Regions from separate parts of the Rattus norvegicus genome. Here region 2 is linked to region 1. Evidence: chromatin contacts called from public Hi-C data. All regions are on one chromosome and are shown on one strand. The core of a region is the stretch at or near the end of the contact, and the rest is flanking DNA. Distances in the headings are between cores, read along the strand shown. Region 1 holds the start of Tgfbr2 (transforming growth factor, beta receptor 2). Region 2 overlaps LOC120094286 (a long non-coding RNA gene).

Region 1 (6,591 bases), core at 1,134-3,633:
TTGGCTTGTGGGCTGATAGGTGACTGACATGGGAGGGCCCAACTTGTCAGCAGTTGAGTGAGCCAGGGGGAGCAAGCCAGTAAGTAGCACTTCTCCGTGGCCTCTGCTTCGGTTCCTGCCTCCAGGTTCCTGCCCTGCTTGGGTTCATGCGATGACTTCCCTAGATGATAAGAGCACAAACTTAAAATAAACCCTTTCCTCACCAAGTGTCTTTTGGTCATGATTTTCCTCTCAACAACCCTAACCTGAACCATGAAATATTGAGGGTCCCTAGTTTTGAGGGCTGGTTGATCACAGACTTCATCATCCACTCAGGTGTCTGACAGAGAATGGAGATTACATTAATAAACCGCAGAACAGGGGCTGGGACTATGGCTCAGATAAAGTGATTGCCACATATGTGGAGACCCCACCTCCAGACCCTGCATAGGAAACTGGGTTGGGGGGCAGGAGAGAGCTTGGTGTGTAAAGTGCTTGCTGCACAACCACGAGGACCCGAGTTCAGGTCCCACCACCCACACAGAAAGCCCACCATTTGCTTCATGTGTGCCCATAGCTCCAGTGTTGTGGAGCAGAGACAGGAGAATCATTGGAGCTTGCTGGTCACCATCCTGGTTTTAGGTTCAGTGAGAGACCTTGTCTCAAATAAATAAGGCAGGTAGTGACAGAGAGGACTCTGGGTATCCTCTGGCTTCCATGTATGTGTGCACCCACACTCACTTGTGCACAGTGATACACACACACACACACACACACACACACACACACACACACAGCTGGCACAGATGCAGCTGAGACCCCAGTGCTGGGGAAGCAGAGGCAGGAGGATGTCTGGGTTGTTGACCAGCTGGTCAGGCCAATCTTCCATCTCCAGGATCCATGGGAAACTCATGCGAGTCAAGGGGCTGGAGAGCTGGCTCAGCAATTCAGAGCACTTGCTGTTTCTACAGAGACCCAGATTCAGTTCCCAGGACTCACAAAGTCACCTCCTGGACACGTGGCTAGTGCCGCCTTCGGTGACTCTCGTTCCAGAAGACTCTATGTCCTCTCATAGTCTCTTCTGCAACAGGCGTGCATGTGATGCACATGCAGACATGAAGGCAAGGTACTCACACATCAAATAAAATAAACCCTTAAAAACAAATCAGGTGAGGTGATTGAGGTACACATGGGATGTGAACTTACGGCCTCCACGTGCCCCACACAGACAGGTTCACACATGCACACGCGCACACCCACACACCCAAACCTACATGCACATGCATATGCACACACACACACGCACACACACACGCTCACGCACATGCACATGCATGCACACATGCACGCACACACACATACACCACAGAGATTGTCTCTGGAAAATGTGGTCACACCAGAAAGAATGAAAATTTTGATGGGTCTTCCTACTGATAGCCTTTCTACCTTCAGCCACGTATTTTCTGTCCTTACCTGAATTATCAAAGATTGATCATTGGAAAACAGAAAGCAGAACCCCCCAACCTAAGACACTTTTTATTTTATTTTTTATTCATTTTATTTTTGGTTTTCCAGGACAGTATAGCTTTAGCTGCCATAGAACTCACTCTGTAGACGAGGCTGGCCCCGAACTCGTAGAGTCCCGCCCACGTGCGCCATCCCAGCCTGGTCCCCAAAACACTTTTATTTCTTTAGTTTCTGACAGGCAACACCCTGAAAATACCAGCCCTACCGCGATCACAGGGCCAACTATTTGGCTTTACCCAGCAGACCACGCCCAGGAAATGGTCCTTCCAATCCGAGGCTCTACCCAGGTGCTCATTAGAAATGCAGACGCTGCCGGTTCAGACCTACTAAACCAGAACCTGCAGGTTAGCTAACTTCCTAGCCCAGAGTGATTAATTCGCACACTAAACTCGGAGACAAGCCCCTGGACTTTTGTTCCACAGTAAGAAACAGTCCTTTACAAACGTAATCACGCATGCATGTCCATAAAACTGAAACTAAGTTCTCATGAAGTGCTTACCGTTATTTTATTAGGGGAAACCACGTGTTCGGGACTCTGGAGCTACATTTCAGAGCTCCCTCCTGGGTCTCAACGGAGTTATGAAGTCCCTGGGAGCAATGCCTAGAAGGTGTAGGGGATGCTTGGAGGAGGGTATCAAGGAAAGTGGTTTACACCACCTTCTAGCTTGTTTTGCGAAACGTGCGCTTAGTCACTTCTGAGTTTGAACTTGGAGCCGGGACTTAGCAGGGTCGGGGTGAGTGGGAGCGCTGGGAGTGGGCAACTCAAAGTTCGTAGAGTCCCTCAAGGTCCAATCCAGCGGCCTTGATTGGTGGCCGGAGGAAGGCGAGGGCTGGAAGCTGGAGGAGAGGACCGGAGCTGGAAGGCTCTTGGGCGGCGAGAGGTCCTGCCCAGCTGTTGGCGAGGAGTTTCCTGTTTCCCTCCCGGCGCCCGGGTAAAGTTGATGAGTGAGTCACTCGCGCGCACCGACCGACGACACCCCCCGCGCGCGCACACGCTCGCCTGGGGGACGGAGCCCCAGCCTCCTGCGCAGCTCTCCTCGGCCGCCGGGGGCCTCCTCCGGGCCTCCGAGCTCCGGGGATCGCCGGCCACATCTGGCCCGCACCTCTGCCCAGCGCGCTCCGGGCGGCGCAGGCATCCTGAGAGGGCGAGGAATAAAGGCGCAGCCCGGGGTCCCCGAGGCTCGGTTCGCGGCGCCCCAGGGGCCGGTCTATGACGAGCGACGGGGGCTGCCATGGGTCGGGGGCTGCTCCGGGGCCTGTGGCCGCTGCACATCGTCCTGTGGACGCGCATCGCCAGCACGATCCCGCCGCACGTTCCCAAGTCGGGTGAGTGAGTGGCCGGGGCGCGACGCTGGGGGGTTCACTAGGGCTCCTCGCTCCTTCTCCAACCCCCAGGGCAGCGACTGACAGTCGGCCGCGGGACCCGGCGCGAGGGCGGAAACGGGAAGTTTGTAGCGGCCCGAGTCGGCTCGGGCCCGCGGGGTTCCGGGGAAGATCTCTCGCAAAAGAGCAGGACAGTCCACTTGCGGGGGACTTGGGGACGCTCCTGACCCCTTTGTGAGCGCACGAGAGGCGAGGGCGGCCACGAGGGGCCTGCATCCCCGGAAAGGGAAGTTTAAGAAGTTGGAAGTTGGAGGAGCATCGGCAGGGGACTGGCCGCCCAGCTGCTGCACACCTGGGCCGCTCACTGCCCGAGACACCGCGACTAAACCAGACTCCCAGCCCTCAGCTCTGCCACCTCGGGAGGGATTCTGGGCCGCGACTCACTGGGTACAAGTTAGAGAAAAGAACTGATCTCTAGCCTCACTGTTTCCTGGCCTGCTGGGATGCGGACCCAGTGAGGGTGGTCGGGTTGATGGCTGAGAAAAATTTGCTGCATGCCTACTAAGTGTTGGACTGCACGGGTACTGCCTGGAATTAAAGATCTCAGCAGCTGCGGTTCAGTGGAAACACCTAACCCGGGTTGCCCTCCAGGTCCCATCGCAGGGGTGGTGCAAGAACTAGGGCTCCTTCCTAAGAACTTTTTTGGGAAGTTTAAAGTCTGACATTTTAACCCTAAAGTTAGAATTGTTGCTGCTATCTGTGTAGGACCACTATCCGGGCAAATCTCGTGGCTCTGGGCCTCGGTTTCCCCTTGTGTATAACTCAGTGGTTCAGTTTGTGTAAGTTTACACTCTTTTCATCACTGGCTTTCCATGACCTTCCTTGGTGACTAAGAGGTGGCCAGGGTGGATTTGGGGTGAAACACAGAGGATGGGGTGGCCCTGTGTGTGCGTGTTGCCGGGCGCGGAGGTGGGGTTCGAGGGAGGGCTTTGAAGATGTCAGTAGTTGGAGTGATTTAACGGTTTTGGATCATATTGCAAACAGGAGCGGACCATCTCAGGGAAGAGTCCGATAAAGGAAAACAACAAAAATCCCACCAGGGTCTTAGTCGTTTCATAAACTCTGCTTTCGTGTCGTTGGTTTCCGTTAAAGGGCAGCTCCAGAAAGCCCAACTGTTTCTGATGTTACTCCAGCCTCTTAAAACTGGGCTGGGAGATTTGGCCCGGCTGGTAAGAGCATTTGCTGTGCAAGCTTGAGGACCTGAGTTCAAACCCCCCAGGGTCCGTATGCAAAGTTGGGCGTGGTTCATCGCCAGCCCAGTGGTAGTGAGAGAAGACTGAAGACCCTTTGGAAATTTCTAGATGCCAAGCTAGCTCTAGGTTCAGAGAGAGACTCCATGGAGAGTGACAGAGGGCACTTGGTGTCCTCCCCTGCCCCTTCCCATGCACACAGACCCTACCCCGAACACACATAAACACACGCAGGAAGAAAAAAATTAAAAGAAAAACTGCCGCGTTTTGCTGAAGACCATCCGAAAGAACACCCTTCTTTTTGTGTACATAAAACATTTGTTTTAGCTCGGGAAGAACCAAAGTCCAGAGGCCCCAGTTTGAGTTTTGTTTACAAGAGTGAGATTTGCGATTTTCGAGTTCCAGGCTCTGTAGCTTGTGGGTCATTTATACACAGTTTTAAACAATTAGCTGATGGGCTTGGTGGGTCTTGTTAATTTGGGCTTTAAATGATTTTATAAAACAGAGAGTTTTTTCTTTTTAAACATTTTATGGAATTGCTATTCCAGAATGTTTGGACAGTTCATTTTGAGTTGTACCCATGTGGATCAAAGTCTTTAAAGATGGTTTAAAGTTGGTCCCAGGGAAAGGATGTGTGGAATTCCACTTGCCTTTTCAGTTTCCAGAGAAGAAAAGGGTATTGGGATTTCTCTGACATAGTGGTAAACTGTGAGAATGTTTCTCAAGATAACTTTAATGCAAGAGACAATGAGAAGGAAGGAGGATTCTTTACAAAGCCCTAGTCAGTCCTAAACAAACAAATATCTCATGCTGACCAGCCTGGCAAGTGAACAAGCGATTTCAGTGTAAGAGAAATTCACACTAAAGAAAATTATTTAAAACTTCTTTTCCTCATGTTTCTCTGAGGGTGCTGTACATGAGTACTGGACTAGGGTGGGCACACCCTTGGGTGCTCATGGGTGTGGAGGCTGGAGGTTGACAGAGGGTGCTCATGGGTGTGGAGGCTGCAGGTTGACAGAGGGTGCTCATGGGTGTGGAGGCTGGAGGTTGACAGAGAGAGGGTGGTCTTCAGTTGTTCCACTTCATTTACTCAGGCAGGCTTCTTAGATGGTGCAAGGATTCTAGTTGAACCCACAGTGCACTGCGTGGGTTTGTCCTGCTAACCAGCTTGTCTTGGAGAACCCCAGAGTCTGCCTCCTGGGTGCTGGCACTAGAGGTCACCAACACATCCTTCTGGCCATTTATGTGGGCGCTGGGGATCTGATTTCAGGTCCCCATACTTGCATGACAAGTGCTTTATGAACTGAGCCATCTCCCCAGCTGACAAGAAATGTAGATAAATTTTAATTTTAAAATGTATGTACTTATTTTGTGCACGCGCGCGTGTGTATGTGTGCGCGCACTTCTGTGTGGAGGAATCAAGGGACAACTGTGGTTCTATGGTAGTTGGTTCTCTTCCTCTGTATGCAAGACCCAAGAACTCAGATCTTGGAGCTTACCTGCTGGGTCCCTCCTGCAGGCCTCACAAATTAAAATACTTATTTCTGATGTAGTAAGTTCATGCTTCTAAGTGCTCAAAGATCAGGAGTGACGCCTAGGGAAAAATGTACCCTGGACACATCAGACTTCAAAAAACGTGGTTTGGACTTTTTAGATGCCTACGGAAGAGTCCTCACGGAGGGCTAAACCATGCTCCTCGCATCACAGGGACCACGGATCCATACAGGCTTTTTAAGGATGTCCTCATACCTGTCCAGGTCCCGAACCAAAAATCTTTAGTACTTTAATCCTTTGGGCCTACCCACCATTAGGTGCATTTTCAGCCCCAGGGCACTTCCTTTAATAACATCTTGTTTTTAACAAGTGGATTATGCAGAAAATGCTAACCAGGGCTATAATTTGCTGCCTCTGTTTTGATTTAGCAACCCACGTTGAGGACTCCTTATTAAAAGCCCACCCTCCCTAGGTCCTCAGTGGTGTCCACACCTCCTGTTTCATCCTCTTTCTGCCCTCAACCGGCCTTCTTGACGGTTTTCCTTACATTTATGAATAACTATTTCAAAGTTCAGTTTTATTATTTTGTTGTGTGTGGCAGCTGTGGGTGTGTGTAGGAGAGTAGTGTATGCAGGGGTCCTGAGTTCGGGTTACAGATGGTGTTAAGCAGCCCTGTGTAGGTGTTGGGAACCGAATTCAGGTTCTCTGCCCCTGAGAACAATTCTATTTTCCCAATCAATAATGGAAACTTACTAATGTTACCTTCCAAACTGCCTTGTTATTCTTCCTTCTCAAGGGTATTTACTGAATATCCCCATCTGTGGGAATATATAGATTCAGAGAACTGTACCTCAGATAAGTGCCACAGGCCCGTTCTTTCTCATTTTGTTTCTTCGAGCTCAGACAGAGCACAGAACACATTGGGGCTTAGAACATTGTTAGGTCCTGTTTGGTTGCTCTAGTCCCCATACCCTAAACCCCCCATGCTTTGTTGAGTGTACCAAGAAGGGGTGCACAT
Region 2 (6,591 bases), core at 2,770-5,269, 210 kb before region 1:
TGTTGTTGTTTGAAGCGATCGCAAGGCAAAGGAATGCCACAAAATCACACCACGCAACAGACCTCATATGGGGGGGGGGGCGGGGGCGGGGCAGTATGAAAATGGCTGCCTCTGAGCAGGAATGGAAAGCAGCAGCCCACGAAAGAACAGGCTTTAAAACAGGTATAGTGCATGCGCGTAGGGAGACCATGCGACATTTGGTGGTTGATGGTGGAAATGTGTCACGTTTGACTGTTGGGGATGGGCAACGGCGCTGACTCACTGAAGGCGGGCCGGGGTTCTGGAATCTGGATGGTCTCGGTTTGCCAACAAAAAGAAGTAAGGAAAAGTCAGACCCCCACCCTCACCCCCGCTTCTAGCATCTCCATACTCTGACTGTGGTAGAACCAGAGGCTTTGGGGCTTGAACATTTATGGCTACCAAAAGCCCCAAAGGCATCCCTAGCTTTTAGTAAATAAAGACCCTGGGTGGTTTCCCAATACAAAAAGAAATGGATCCCTTTTACCGAGGAGCTTTTCCCAGTGTGAAACCATAAAGCACTTTCCTTCACAGCTTGGTGGGACGCCCTGTAGGAATATATCTGCAACTGGTGGTTATGTCAAAGGCCTGCCTTTGAAGATCGCAGCTGCTTGTAGCTCTGGCCTGTGGGTCTTCTCCCTTCTTGCCTCGGTTTACAGATCTTCTGGGTCCTTGGTACTTCAAATAAGCCCATAGCTGGTGTCTTAATTGCTTTCTGTTGCTGTGATAAACATTGTGAGCAAAAGAGCAACCGGAGGAGGAAAAGCCAGGCAGGAACTCAAAACAGGAACCAGAAGCCGGAAGCCGGAAGCAGGTCTGAGGCAGAGGCCATGGAGGAATGCTGCTATTATAATACTTTGCCTGTGCCTTGCTCAGCCTGCTTTCTTGTAGAACCTAGGATCACTTGCCCAGGGGTGGCACCACTACCAGGAACCTGGGCCCTTCCACATTAATCATCATCTAAGGAAATGCTTCCCACCCCTCATGGGTCCACAGGCCAATCTGATGGGGGCAATTCCTCTATTGAGGTTTCCTCTTCCCCAGTGACTCTAGTGTGTGTCAAAATGACGATAACTAACCGGCCCGGTTGGATGTGGTGGCATATGTCTATAATGCCAACACTAGGGATGGGACAAAGGCAGTAGGATTGTAAATTCCAGGTTATCCGGGCTACAGAGAAAGTTTGAGACCTGCCCAGACTACAGTGAAACCTTGTCTGTAAGCAAAAGAGAGAATGTGACCTGCGGGCGGCAGGAGCCCCTGTACCTGTCCCCAGGCGCCCCTGTACCTGTCCCTAGGCAGCATCGCAGACTTCACGGCAGACCCACTGCATCTGAACATGGCCTTTAAACAAGATCCGGACTTCATGAGCAAGTTTCAGAAGCACTCGGCTAGAAACTTTCTCCTTTCAACCAGATGTCAACTCACGGTAAACTTTGAGAGTCTCAAGGATGAAGCCCCCAAAGGGATACAGTCAAGCGGGTATTTCTTAAGGCATTCTGTGGGTCTGAAGAGAAATCTTTTTATAGTTAATATTTACCTCTTTAAAAAGCCATATTTTTTATAAATACAATTGTTTTTACAATTGCACGTGTACCCAATCAGGAAACAGGGAGGGCGTGTCAATGTCCCTTTGCACTAGTGTGACAGTTAGTGAGGTGGGCAAGCAGTCTACTGCTTGAAGGATCTCATTAGGACTTCTCTGTTGGTATATAAACGTTTCAATTGAATGTTCAGCGTCAGGTAGCTGCTTTTGAAATTAAGGCTCTCCCGTCATGCCCTGTGCTACATAGCAATGGAGGGTGTTCACTATTCTTAAGAAAAACTATCTATTGGAAATCAATGCTGTGTCCAATCGTCCAATTGCTTTGCTGATAACCAGTGGGGTGAGACGAGATAAGTCATTCTAATTGCTCCCATTCTTTGTTTTCCTGCCAGCAACTTTAGATCAGCTCATCTCGATAGAGCTTCTCCATATTTCAGCACAAGACTGGCTTTGTAAAAGTTACTGGTGATGGGGAAAGTTTAAAAACAAAAACAAATATCCCCCTCCCCCACCAAGCCGTGCCTTCACCCCCTGCACCTTTTTGTGAATGACACCCTCAGGGCCCTTCATTGTACTTAAGGTAACTGTTTCTTCTTATCCTGAGCAAGCTGGTTCTTCAGAAACTTCAGAAGCAACAGTCTAGCACAGCCCCAAAGGAAAACATGTGCGACTTAGTGCCCAGAAATGGCTGAAGCACTCCAGCCATCCATGCTATAATCTCTGGGCCAGAAGACTCAGACTGGGTGGCCTGCAGCCTGGAGCTTTTAAGATAAAAGAAAAATTATATAGTAACAGAGCCCTGGTTCTTGAGGAGTAAAGAAATTGTCACTGCTCTTTTACACACTGTGAGTTCTCTTCTGAAATAACCTCCAGCAGACTTCCAGCTCTCAACTCCTGGGCTAATCAAGGCTCTTCAGTTCTTCCGGAGGACCGAGATTTGATCTTGGTTTCTTGTCCCAAAAGATCTGTCTCTGTGTGTGGCAGAGATCTCGTACAGAACCTGGGGCTCTGGAGGGATGGTTGCTACAGTTTCAGGATGAGCATCAGATAGCTGCCCAGTGAGCTCCTAGCAAGAAGAAAGTGAAGTGTGTGTGTGTGTGTGTGTGTGTGTGTGTGTGTGTGTGTGTGTGAGTGTTTGTGTCTGTATGAGTGTGTGTGTGCCTGTGCATTCCATAGAATGTGTGTGGAGGTCAGAAAGCAACTTTGAGAGCTAGGAGACCAGATCTGGTGGTCAGTCTTGGCAGCAAGCGCCTTTACTCATTGAGCAATATTACTGGGCTTTCCTTAGATGTTTGTTTGTTTGTTTGCTTGTTTGGACAGCAATAGAAAATTAACATAATACCAGAGTTCACAATCCTTGATCTAGGATCAGTAATGTAACACATTTTACAAACCCACAATAGCTCTATATGGATTATTATATATATTATACTATATTATCTAGTATATCTAATATACTTCCATATTGGAAGAACTAGAAAACACCCACAGCAGTCCTCTACAGCACTATGTGTAAAGAGAGCTGGGTGGTCTGTTCAGAGCCTCAGAGCTGATTCTTGGGTAATCCCGTGGCTTCTGCTTTGGGTCTAAGGATGTGCTTGGAAACGTGGGCGTGGCTGACTTCTCCACAGTTGCAAGGTTCCCACTGTTCCAGATGGCCAGTAAGGAATGTGATGTGTGGCCCACCTCTGGAAAGGATCGAGGAAGCTCGGTGGTATTTCCTGGCAAAGAAAACAAGGGTGGTTCTTTACGGCTTATGCCTTCCTTCAGGTACTAGGGGTGTTTGATTGTACTTATAAGTAGTCTATGAAACAAGAGAAGGTGTCGGAAAAGCAGAGCTCGCGGGGATTGTAATTTTACTGAAACCGGAGTGTCGAGGGAATCCCTCTGGGGGAGCAGAGGCACTGGCTTAGCGTGCCGTGCCTTCTCCATCTTCTCAGAAGCACTAGGCCTAGAGCCCCGGCTTGCACACTGCGAGCACATTTAGAGTTTGTGATGGTTGAATGAGACGCGTCTCCTAGGCTCCTGTGTTGGAACACTTGGCCCCAGCTGGTGGCGCTCTTTGGGAGAGTTGTGGAACCTGAAGCCTCAGTGGAGGAAGTGGGTTACTGTAGGCTGGCTTGAGGTTTTATGAAAGCACTTCCGGCCTCACTTCATTCTCTGCTCCCTAACTACAGCCTAATGGACCATGCTCCGGCCTCCTTGTGTTCCCCACCTGGAATACTGCCCCTCCACCGCCACCCCACCCCCACGCCCACCCCTTAAGCCACGAAGCAACATAAACTGGTTCTCCTTTAAGCTGCCTTTTCTCCTGTTTTTGACCACACTGAGAAAAGTAACTAATTCAGCAGAACCTAAAGAAAGGTCTCCTGCCAAGCCTGGCCAGCACAACGCAGAGCCAGCATTCCTGTGTTTGACTCCTGCCAGCAGCTCATGCAGACTCCATCAAGAACTCTCGGAGAGACAGCCCTGCGCGGAAATCTAAAGCGGAGCTGGCACGAGGACATCACATGCTTCCAGAGCACCAGCACTCAGCCAGTTAGAAATAGTGGTGTCTGGGGATAGGTGGAACCCGTGGGTTTGTTGTTTTCCCCTATTTAATTTCTTAGAAAATAGTTGAGGTCAGCGTTCGTTTTGTATCACTTGCATGGAATGCAGCCAAGAAGGAGGAAACCGCTCTAGTTATGTGCTTTGTGTGGAGGAATACATTTTACTCTCTCTTTATGCTGTGGGCAATGTGTTAACATGCCACTGGCTGAATTACCCTTGACTTAAAACACCTGAAGGCAATAAATCCAAGCCCTATCAGGTGACTCATGGGAAAGGCATGCCTCCCTCCTCTGCGGTCCACTGGTCCGTGAGTGTGCGTGCCAATCACCATCACCTGGAGGCTCACTGAAAACAGACGCTGTGTTTCTGATTGAGTGCATTTCTGGGCTGGAATGTGGCCTGGGAATTTGCATAGCAGAGGAACGCCCAAGATGATGCTGGCATTCTGGCTCTGGGGCCACGCCTGAAGGTTCCCTGTCCTGAGTAAGGGGCCAGGGTTGCAGAGCAATGGAGACACCACGTAAAGCCGGCACACCGGCACATGTCTATCATCCCAGAACGCCAGAAGGAGTAGAGGAGGTGGCAGCCTGAAATCAGAATATATAATCTACTATGTATCAAGGTCAAGCCCAGCTTGGACTACCTGAGACTCTAAATAATAAACAAATACGCTACCCCAAATAGACTCTTTTAAACCCAAGGTTACTCAAGCAATTCTCTCCTCAGGGACAAACCAGGGATCCTACCTTGTAGGTTGAGGTTCACAATCTTAGCCCAACTTTTAAAAAAGATTTAAGATCCGAGGACGGATTTGCCAAGTGCCCCACCCAAGTGCTACTGACACTCACAAGGCTGCTCCCCATCCCTTGTGATTTTGTGCCCTCTCAGTGTGGTGGCTCTCCATTTGCTGTGGCCCTTTCCATTGGACTTGCTTGAGCCCTGCCCTGTGAATGCTCTAACAATCAGACCAGACATCACTGTTCTGTCCCCACCAGATCCAAGTCCTGGTCTTGTAGCCTTTCTCTCCTTACAGTTTGCTCACTGAATAGCAAACCTTCTCTTGGTTCCTCTTTAGAAAATCCCACAGCTTGCAGTAGGATGTATCTTTTGAAGGACATTGTCCCGGGCAATGAAGAGCCTACAAGGAAATGTGGTGCACACTCTGTGATGGACACGTGCGATGGAAGATGTTCACTGTCAACCCGACAGGGTTTGGAGTCACCTAGGAGACACACCTCTAGGTGTGCCTAAGAGGAAGTTTCCAGAGAGATTTGGCTGAGTAGCAAAGACCCCCCCCCCATGAGTGAGGGTGGCACTGTCCCCTGGCTTGAAAGCCTGGACAAATAAAAAGAGAACTTGAACTGAGCAGAAGAGTTCATATCTCCTTGCTACCTGACTGGATGCAAGTGACCATCTGCCTCAAGGTCCTCTGGCCATGCTTCCCCTGAACCAAAATAACCCATCCCTCCCTTCGTCCTTTCCTCCCTCTCTCCTTCCCTCCTTCCCTCCCTCCTTCCCTCCTTCCTTTCCTTCTTTCCGTCCTTCCTTCCTCCTTCCCTCCCTTCTTCCCTTCCTTCTTTACTTCCTTCCTTCTTTACTTCCATCCTCCCTTCTTCTTTCCTTCTTTCCTTCCTTCCTTCAAGTTTCTTCTGTCAAATAATTTGTCAGAGCAAGAACAGCAATTCACTAGGGTGGGAGTGGGGGGTGGAGAAACGGCATAGCAATTAAGAACACTTCCTGCTCTTACTGATGACCCAAGTTTGGTCCCCAACACTCACATCGGGCAACTCACAACCCCCTGTATACAACCCCAGGTCCAGGGAACCTGCCTGCCATCACTTAAGAGGCACAGAGGTGGGCAGATCTCTGTGCATAAGGTCAGTCTCATCAACATTCTGACTTCCAGGCCAGCCCAGGCTACCTAGCGAGAGCCTGTCTCAATAAGTAAATGTACGAACAAATGAAAAAATAAACAAGGTTTTGTTTTTAACAAGGGCAGTAATGGATCAATGGTTTCAGCTGTTAAATAACTCATGTTTGGAAGAATTATCACATTTCTTCATTTAAGGGTTAATTTAATTAATTTAACAGGACAGGATGTTTGTCTGGGTAGACCCCTCCAGGTAAAAGCACAAGCCACACAAGGCTGATGACCTGAGTTTGCTCTCAGGATCCAAAGAAAGATAGAAGGAGAGAAGTGACTCTATGAGGTTGTCCTCTGAACCTTCACACAGGCACTGTGGTGCGTGCGCGCGCACACACACACACACACACACACACACCCCACAAATAATGATGATAATAACATTTTAAAGATTTGTTTTACTCTTGATCATGCACATATATGTGCGTTGTGTGTGGGCATGTTCATGTGTATACAGGAGCCTGTAGAGGACAAAGAGGACATCAGCTCTCCTGGGGCTGGAGGAACAGGCAGTCGTGGGTTGCCCAGTAGCTGTGGGTTCTGGGAGCGGAGC

Evidence for each region. Hi-C and Micro-C count contacts between places; a contact is called where the count stands out from the background.
Region 2: a contact with region 1 is called in a Hi-C map of the A7r5 cell line, with 4 times the contacts expected there. The contact joins the enhancer-like site here to the promoter of Tgfbr2 in region 1. A contact is called at or near these places in 6 of 12 Hi-C or Micro-C datasets (the A7r5 cell line, the Rat2 cell line, liver and 2 more).

Annotation. Positions count from the first base shown.
Region 1 is chr8:124,757,261-124,763,851 of GRCr8, reverse strand. It overlaps Tgfbr2 (transforming growth factor, beta receptor 2), which reads left to right and starts at 2,383. Exons shown (of 7, transcript NM_031132.4): 1 at 2,383-2,832. The coding sequence starts at 2,739.
Region 2 is chr8:124,971,114-124,977,704 of GRCr8, reverse strand. The region is part of intron 4 of LOC120094286 (a long non-coding RNA gene); the gene reads left to right. Among named protein-coding and RNA genes, the nearest start is that of Tgfbr2, 210 kb to the right of the region's middle. Within about 2 kb of position 4,019, at least 30 of the 93 cell types and tissues checked have an H3K27ac peak or open chromatin away from gene starts, as enhancers often do. A contact at or near this core is called in the A7r5 cell line and liver, where this site is marked.